2 separate regions of the Zea mays genome follow, and region 2 is linked to region 1. The links are chromatin contacts, called in public Hi-C maps. All regions are on one chromosome and are shown on one strand. Each heading gives the region's core, a stretch centred on a gene start, on an enhancer-like site or on the middle of the called end of the contact. The rest is flanking DNA. Distances are from core to core; before and after follow the strand shown.

What was found. A called contact is a pair of places that touch in the nucleus more often than the background predicts.
Region 2: a Hi-C map of leaf shows a contact between it and region 1, with 6 times the contacts expected there. The contact joins the promoter of LOC103653189 here to the enhancer-like site in region 1. A contact is called at or near these places in 7 of 25 Hi-C or Micro-C datasets (bundle sheath, ear, endosperm and 2 more).

What each region holds. Positions count from the first base shown.
Region 1 is chr4:44,898,893-44,903,129 of Zm-B73-REFERENCE-NAM-5.0, forward strand. No RefSeq gene overlaps it. Among protein-coding and RNA genes, the nearest start is that of LOC103653189, 54 kb to the right of the region's middle. Within about 2 kb of position 2,034, at least 10 of the 20 cell types and tissues checked have an H3K27ac peak or open chromatin away from gene starts, as enhancers often do. A contact at or near this core is called in bundle sheath and leaf, where this site is marked.
Region 2 is chr4:44,953,549-44,957,785 of Zm-B73-REFERENCE-NAM-5.0, forward strand. LOC103653189 (type I inositol polyphosphate 5-phosphatase 12) reads left to right here and starts at 1,722. Exons shown (of 11, transcript XM_008680148.3): 1 at 1,722-2,738; 2 at 3,344-3,596; 3 at 3,676-4,237. The coding sequence starts at 1,928.

The DNA.
Region 1 (4,237 bases), core at 784-3,283:
CATGCTTCTTGACAAGGATTAACAAAGGCATAAGTCATTCAAGTTGATTATTCTCTTCTATTTTTTTTCTGTGAGAGTAAAAACTCACAACTTTCACTCAGACTATCCATTACTAGAACTTTGAGATTTATTTTAGATTTTATTAGTAAATAAATAAGGCAAATCCAATAAACTTAGGCATCGTTTGGTTAAGTAGGAATTCTTGTAATCAGATAAATTTTATTTTGTATAGATCCAAACATTTTGGTTTTTATGTCTTAAATAATATGCTATAGAATCTCAATTTTCAACTCCAGGTTGGATTTTTTTTTAAGGTAATGTGCACACTCTAGATTTTAAAATTTTGCTACGCAGCCTTATTCAACCGCAGAGCTGCAATGGAGCAAATCGCCGAGATCAGGTGGCTCACAGCACAAAGAAGCAGAGAGAAGTACTGGTACGAATTTAAATAGCCCCTTTTTTTTGTTTTTCCTTTCAGATAAACATAGGAGTCGCGCTCGCGCCAATTTGAAGCCGAGAAGGAGCGGCGCTACATCAGGTGGACGCGCGTGAGCTGCTGCCCAGCATTCTGCCCGGAGCGGCGGCGGCCATGCGGTTGCCAGTCCTCCTCCGCCTCCCTGCTCCCGCGCGTGCTCCAGCAAAGTCGATCGTGCGTGGCTGTGGCTCCAGCAAAGACGGAAACCAAGTTGTGCGTGGTTCCTTGCGTCTTAATGATGGTCGGCACCTGCATAGCTCTCGACGATGCTGACCTGACAGCAACCTCGCTCACCGATCTTTCTTCGGATTATTCGGAGCCATCTGAATTCTCGAAATGGAGGACGAGGACGAGGTCCGGCGGTGGACGGCGGCCAATATCCAGTTCGTGTTTAGCCGGATCCGTGGGCAACCGAAAGCGAGAGGCGGAAAGGTGTCATCCAAATCTCGCCGGTCCGGCCGGATGGGGTTCTCGCCTGCATGGAATCTCGTGCAGTTTTCAGCTGCTGGAAGAGATTAGTGATAAAAGAGCTCGGCATAGTCTAGATTTGGCGACATCAACGGCGTGTTTGTTTTACCTGACTAAACTTTTACTATCGTATCGGTAATTAAAATATTAAATATAGTTTAACTCAAAAATAATTATACATAAAGACTAAATTAATGTCAAGACGAATCAATTAAGCCAAATTAGTCCATAATTTGCTCATATGCGCTACAGTAACATTTACTAGCTATGATATAAATTAATTAAGCTTAAAAATTGCCTTGTCATTTAGTTTCCTACTATGTAATTAGTTTTATAATTAAATTAGATTTAGTATTTGTAAAATATTCGATATGACATGGACAGATTTTAGTCCCTAAAACAAATGACCCTAATAATGGACGTGACCTTGACGACCAGTATTTAAAATGGCTATCCTATCCTACCAAGGTTAACACGTACTATCGTCAACAGGAGTATTAAATCAGTAGGATTTCTGCAATATCTATCTACCTATGTCCACCGTTATATCAAATATTTAGATGACAGTTAGAAGTATCAACTGTAGTTTAATTATAAAAATAATTACATAGATAAGAGCTAAATGATAAGACGAAAGTTTAATTCGTCCATGTGATGTTACATGAAGCATTTGTCAATCATAGATTAATTAGGTTTAAAAGTATATCTTGATGTTTAGTCTTCATTTATGTATTTAGTTTGGTATTTAACTATATTTAATATTTGTAATTGTCATTCAAGCATATGATATGACACGGAGTAAACTCTAGTCACTTGAACCAAACAACCCCTAATACAACGACACTAAGATATTTTTCTAATTCGAAGTATTTTCATATGAGTTTTGTAGGATCCTAATTCGTATAAACTTTCTAACAGGGACATTTTGTTCTATCCCCCCCCCCCCCCCCCCCTCCGTATTCCTAGGTTTTCAACCTCATGCCCTCGAAATAAAATGAACTTGATTTGGAAAACCACACGAGTAGCTTTCATGCTGACAAAAGTGACAATCCACTTGTTCAACCAGCCTACTGGACCTCCTCGGTCCTCAGCTATCAATCTGTCTGCCTCCGGGTCCCGCCCGTGCCATATCCTTTCACGCCATACTCGCTGTCGCTGCAGCTACAAAAGAAAAAAAAAATCGGTACAAAAAAGGCCCTTTTCTGAACAATTAGTTAAAAAGAATAACTAAAAGATAGCACAATGGAAAAAAGGCAGATATGTCTTCGCTAGTTTCGTCACGCCGAAGAAACTCTCGTATTGCGTTGCTACCAACCTTCACACCGGCAGTGACGGTAATCAAGACTTCTAAATATCTCTTGCCCCGTATAGCATATCAAGTCATTGAACTGGTTATCTAAAACTATATTTCACAATTAGTCATCAAGGCTTCTGTTGGAAAACAAAAAGAGCCTCGCGGACGGATGGTCCGCGGTGATGATGCGGACGGTTTGCACGTGCGCAGAGTCAGTTATGTTTTCTAGTGTCTCGTGTGATTTGTTACTAAAAACCGTGGGATTAACTTGGGAAACAGTTTGAAACTGATCCAGACCTCCCCTTTATATAGATGAAGTGCTACGACCGATTGAACCCCCAACAATCGATCAAATCAAGTCTATTTCTCGTTTTTACCTTATGCATTAGGAGTAGCTCTAGTTTAGCATTTCAATCCCCAAATTCTCCGCTTCTCTTCGGCTCTACGTAGATTAGAGGAGTCTAGGTCGGTCTGCCGAGCCTAGACAACATCTAGGATCTCTCCTCCCGACGGGGTCCCTCCCGGGAGCGAGATCCAGGCGCCGCCGGCAACCTTCGCCGCCCCTGCGCATGCGCGGACCGTCCGGCCGTCACGCAGGGAACCCAAGCCCCTGTACCATGTCGTGGACTGTCCGGCCCCTGGCCGCGGACCGTCCGCGCCTCTGTAGAGGGCACCGCCACCGGTTCTCGTTATAGTGATTGGCGCCCGAAAAGGTGTCAACATACTTTTGGCGACTCTGCTGGTGACTCTGGTGTCTAGATCTACTAAAAATTAGGCCCTCAAATGGCCGGTTCTAAAGATCATACCGATATCTCCCCAGATAATATCCTGAAGACGGATGTTGAAAATCTGACGGCCGATGAGCAACAGCAATACGAGGACTACATGCGTCAAGCGAAGGAGAAAATCTTATTGAAAGGGAATTAGGCTTACACCTAGTCCCTAATTAATTTTGGTGGTTGAATTGCACAACACAAATAATTGGACTAACTAATTTGCTCTAGATTATATGTTCTACAGGTGCTGAAGGTTCATCAACAACTATACTAAATCAACTGTCCGGAATACCGTAGATTATTCCGGACAGGAGAACCTTTTTGGAAAAACAGGCCAAGCGCGGACCGTCCGGGCCCTTGCAGCGGACCGTCCGCGACACGAGGATGACACTCGGACAGAACCAATGCTAAAATCCAAGTCTGCACTATGGACCGTCCGGAGGAAAAGAGCGGACCGTCTGAGCCCTCGCGCGGACCGTCCGGCCTCAGGCGCGGACCGTCCGGTAGGTGAGAAACCGAAAAACCCGAAGGTGACGGGTTTGAAGAAATGAATTATAGCGGGCTCGCGGACCGTCCGCGACTGGGTCTGTCTGACACCTGACAACGCATTAAATGCAATATAGCCGTTGATATAGCCGTTACTGCTGACCGTTGCATTTTCAGCCGTTGATCTACAGGGGCGGACCGTCCGGACCTGGCTCGTGGACCGTCCGCGCTCGGCAGAATGGAGCAACGGCTAGGAAGTGGTTGGTGGCTATAAATACAACCCCAACCACCTCCATTCACCACATCCAAGCATTCCAACCTTCAACATTCAATACAAGAGCTAGCAATCCATTCCAAGACACATTCAAAGCCTCCATCTCTCCAAGTTTCACAATTGAGAAAAGAGATCATTAGTGATTAGTGACTTGAGAGAGAAAGTGATCCGTGTGTTATTTGTCGCTCTTGTCGCTTGGCTCTTTTGCAATCGTGCTTTCTTTCAATCTTTCATTGCGATCAAACTCACTTGTAATTAAGGCAAGAGACACCAATCTTGTGGTGATCCTTGTGGGAACTTTGTGTTCCAAGTGATTGAGAAGAGAAAGCTCACTCGGTCCGAGGGACCGTTTGAGAGAGGGAAAGGGTTGAAAGAGACCCGGCCTTTGTGGCCTCCTCAACGGGGAGTAGGTTTGCGAGAACCGAACCTCGGTAAAACAAATCCGTGTGTCACTCTTCTTATTT
Region 2 (4,237 bases), core at 472-2,971, 54 kb after region 1:
CATTTATTATACCATGTCTCATTCTTTTATAAGTAGATCTTTATTTAACTTATGTTGGTTAGTTTTGTTAATGTGTTCATCATTATTTACTAAACTATGATCGATGGTCAATTTATAACTTAGATTAAAGTTAAGATAATTATTTATAGAATAACCTCTTATACGATTTATGTTAACCAATTTATAATATAGTTTAATATTTTTAATCACATAAATCCTCTATAAAATCATAACTTCATAACTCCTTAGCCATAACTCCGATTTTAGTGGTTCTCGTTTCCGCGATCTCGTAGCAACGCGTAGATCATTATTATGTAGTATGTTCTTATGTTTGGTGTGATGTTAATTTTGTTTATACTATGTCTGTTTGTATTGCTACGACTAGCAGTGCGGTTACGAGGATCTGAAGAATCACCCTGGTATTTGGAATCTCAAGTGCCAAGCAAGTTGTGCCCTTGTCCACTTTTATTACCCAATAATGTTCTTTATTATCACTATTCAATGCATAGGTTTAATTTTGATGGGACCCAATAGGTCACCCTAGTCTGTTTATCTTTTACCTTGTTCACCCCTGAATCATTGGGTAGTTTTGTTATTGCTCTATATGGTTTTGGGATTAATATTTCATTATATCCATGTTCCAATTATTTTGTTATTTTATTTATGTTCATGTCAAGATCGTTATCTTTAATTGGAACATGGAGCTTAACTTGAGAAACACGTGCCACCACAAGGGTGGAATGGGACGCCCTTGGCTGACTAATTAGGAAAGCTAGTGGAAGACTACCTTACCCGAAAAAGGCAAGGGCAGTAGAGGAGTTGCAAGGAGGTTTTCGGGTTGATTTTGCTGCGATGGCGGTCAGACGGGGGATTCTTGCAAGTGCTCTTCCCATAAACTGTAGCGGGTTTTCGGAAGCTAGTGGAACTTTGTAAAGGCTTCGTAGTGTTGCCCTGTCTCGCTTCCTTGGTAGAGGTGTATGGGAGTCGCGATCCCTTGGCAGATGGGTAACATGACTTGTGGGTATATGGTACAACCTCTGCAGAGTGTAAAACTGGTATACTAGCCAAGCTCACGGTCATGAGCAACTTGGGACTCTCGCATGATTAATTTATGGAACTTAAATTCAATTTGTCATTTACATTGCATGAGATTATTTATTAATTTTGTTCTATTACTTTTATTAAGGTTTGGTATTTACTTACATTTAGTAACTGCTAATAAAATTTTGACCAACTTATTAAAAGCAATGCTCAGCTTTAATCCCTATTGGTAATCAGCCTTACACATTACATGAACTCTCACATTTGGTGAGTTCATGCCACATTATTTCCTCACAACTTGTTGAGTGATGAACATGTGTGAGCTCATTCTTGCTGTCTCACACCCCCCACAGGAGAAGAACAGGTGGTTCAAGAGGAGCCACACCACGAGGAGTTTGATTCGATCTAGGTGGCGTCTTCCAGTTGACTTGCGCCAAGAATGATTCTTAGTTCGTTTTATATTTATCTTTTATTTAGTAAGACTTGCGCTATGTAATAAATACTCTAATTATTGTGATATTTATCTTTATACAATCTGTTATTATATATGTTGTCTTCTTTGGCGCATGTATGAAATATACTCGGTTTGTTCCTTAAAACCGGGTGTTACACCCTGCCACCGTGGTCCCGGTCCACGAGGCATCCACCCATATAAACCCACATGCCAGCAATCCACGCTCACAACTCACAAGAGTTGTCTGTTGCCTCACCACCCCTCTGTCCCTGCTTCCTTCTGCTCCCGCAACGGGTGGCCTCCGTTCCCCGACCCCGCCCGACTCTCCCACACATCTCCGGCGCTCTCTTCGAGTCCTCCTGCAGTCCCGCCGCCTTCTCATCGCTACCAAAATTGCAAAGCCGGACTGGAACTCGCGTCGCGCGCAGGGGCATGGACCCGGACGACGAACCAGCGGCGCAGCGGAAAGCCGTCGACTTGCACCTGCCGCGCGACACGGAGCCTGCCTCCTCGCCCGCGTGCACCCGCCGCGCCGCGCCGCGCGTGCTCAGCTACTGTGACGTCCCTTTCGCCTCCGCCTCGGCGCAGCGCTGCGCATCATTCCCGCAGCGCCACGGAGAGCTGGCGCACGCCCGCTCGGCCTCCTTCGCAGCCTGGATCGAAGGCGGCTCGGCGTCGGCGCCGGCGGCGGCACTCGAGCGGGCCATGTCGCAGTACGGCGGTGCGGACGGCGCGCTGCCAGAGTTCGTCGGCGCCGGCGGTGGCGAGGGCATCTTCCGCGTGCCGCTCCGCGCGGCGATGCACCCGGCGCGCCCGCCGCCGCTCGAGGTGCGGCCCCACCCGCTGCGGGAGACACAGGCGGGCGCCTTTCTGAGGACGCTGGCCTGCGACCCGCGGCGACGGCAGCTGTGGGCGGGCGCCGAGTCCGGGGTTCGAGTGTGGGGCCTCCACGAGGTGTTCCGTGGGTGGTGGCCGGGCGCCGGGCCGCGGCGCCGCGGTGACGAGGAGGCCGCGCCGTTCAGAGAGTCCGTGCCGGTCCCGCCCGCGCTCTGCGCCGCTGTCGACGGCGCTAACGGGATGGTGTGGACGGGGCACAGGGACGGCAGGATCAGGGCGTGGCGCATGGACCACGCCGCGCCCGCCGGAGGATACTCCGCCGGCAGTGCGCCCATGTTCAAGGAGGCCCTCTCGTGGCAGGCGTACAGTCGCACGCCGGTGCTCGCCATCGTCGTCACGTTGTACGGTAACAAGCTTTGCTTACTCGATCATCTCGTTGTTTTGCACTCTGTTGGCTGCTTCTAGCAGAGTATTGGGAATCCAGAACGTTCGGTTTTACTGGTTGGTTTCACGTGACTGAAATGTGGTAGCTTAGCAATGAAGTTCTGGGACCTCCGGTAGTCAGTATCAGTATAGTTATTGACTCGTCGCTGACGAGAATTTTGAATCCCAAATTAGAACATTATTATCATGCCACCATCACCGTTAAATCTTAGCTATGTATGTTGAGTATTTTAGCATGTGGAACCTCTAACTATCATTATCCTTAAGAACTAATTTGCAAATCCAAATCGTTCCTTGTTGTTGCTGAGATATTCAGTGATGTTAACCATAATCTATATGGTTCTTGATCAACAACTCTGTACTCTCGATCAAAAGTTCTAAACCTATTCTCCCAGCTTCATTGGGACGCTTTCCTTTTGCTATCTGCCAATGGCTGAAACACTAGACCCTTATTGTTCGAGTTTATTCATCTCCGATGTTTTATAGTTTATGTGCTAACATAGATTTGGATTTAGAATGGCTAGAAGCTATCCAAATTTATTGTTTCATTTAATCTCTTGGAAACAGGTGAAATTTGGTCCGGATCAGAAGGCGGTGCCATAAAGGCATGGCCTTGGGACACCATTGCTAAGTCCCTCTCATTTACATCAGGAGAACGTCATAACGCTGCCTCGCTGGTTGAAAAATCTTATATTGACCTTAGAAACCATGCTACAATTGGTAACATGTGCTCATTGCCTGCTGCTGATGTGAAACACATGCTCGCAGACAACTGCCGAGCGAAAATTTGGAGTCTAACTAGCATGACATTTGCTCTTTGGTATACTTTGATAAATACAGATATATCTAACAGTTGACTCAAGTTCCTGGCTCTTATTTTTCTTATACATTTTATACAGGGATGCTAAGACTAGGGAACTTTTAAAAGTATTTGGCATCGATGGACAAGTCGACTTAGCTCGTCCTGAGGCCCCAGTAATGCCCGAACAATTCATAGAGGAAGAGATTAAAGTAAAACCCACAAAAAGGGAGAGGCCGCAAGGTTCTTTCACATTTTTTCAGAAATCTAGGAATGCCTTGATGGGCGCAGCTGATGCTGTACGCAGAGTTGCAACAAAAGGGACATTTGTCGAAGATAATCGGCGAACTGAAGCAGTGGCTCAAGCAATGAATGGGACAATTTGGTCTGGTTGCACAGATGGTTCAATTATTGTTTGGGATGGAAATGGGAATAGACTGCGAGAATTTCATTACCATAGTTCTTCTGTTCGATGCATAAAGACACTCGGAGACAAGGTTTGGGTGGGCTATGCAAGTGGCACTATTCAAGTTGTCGATGTCGAAGGTAACCTTCAGGCAGGATGGATTGGTCATAGCTGCCCAGTCATAGACATGGCAATTAGTGATTCTTACATTTTTTCTTTGGCACATCATGGTGGTATTCGAGGATGGCCTCTAAGT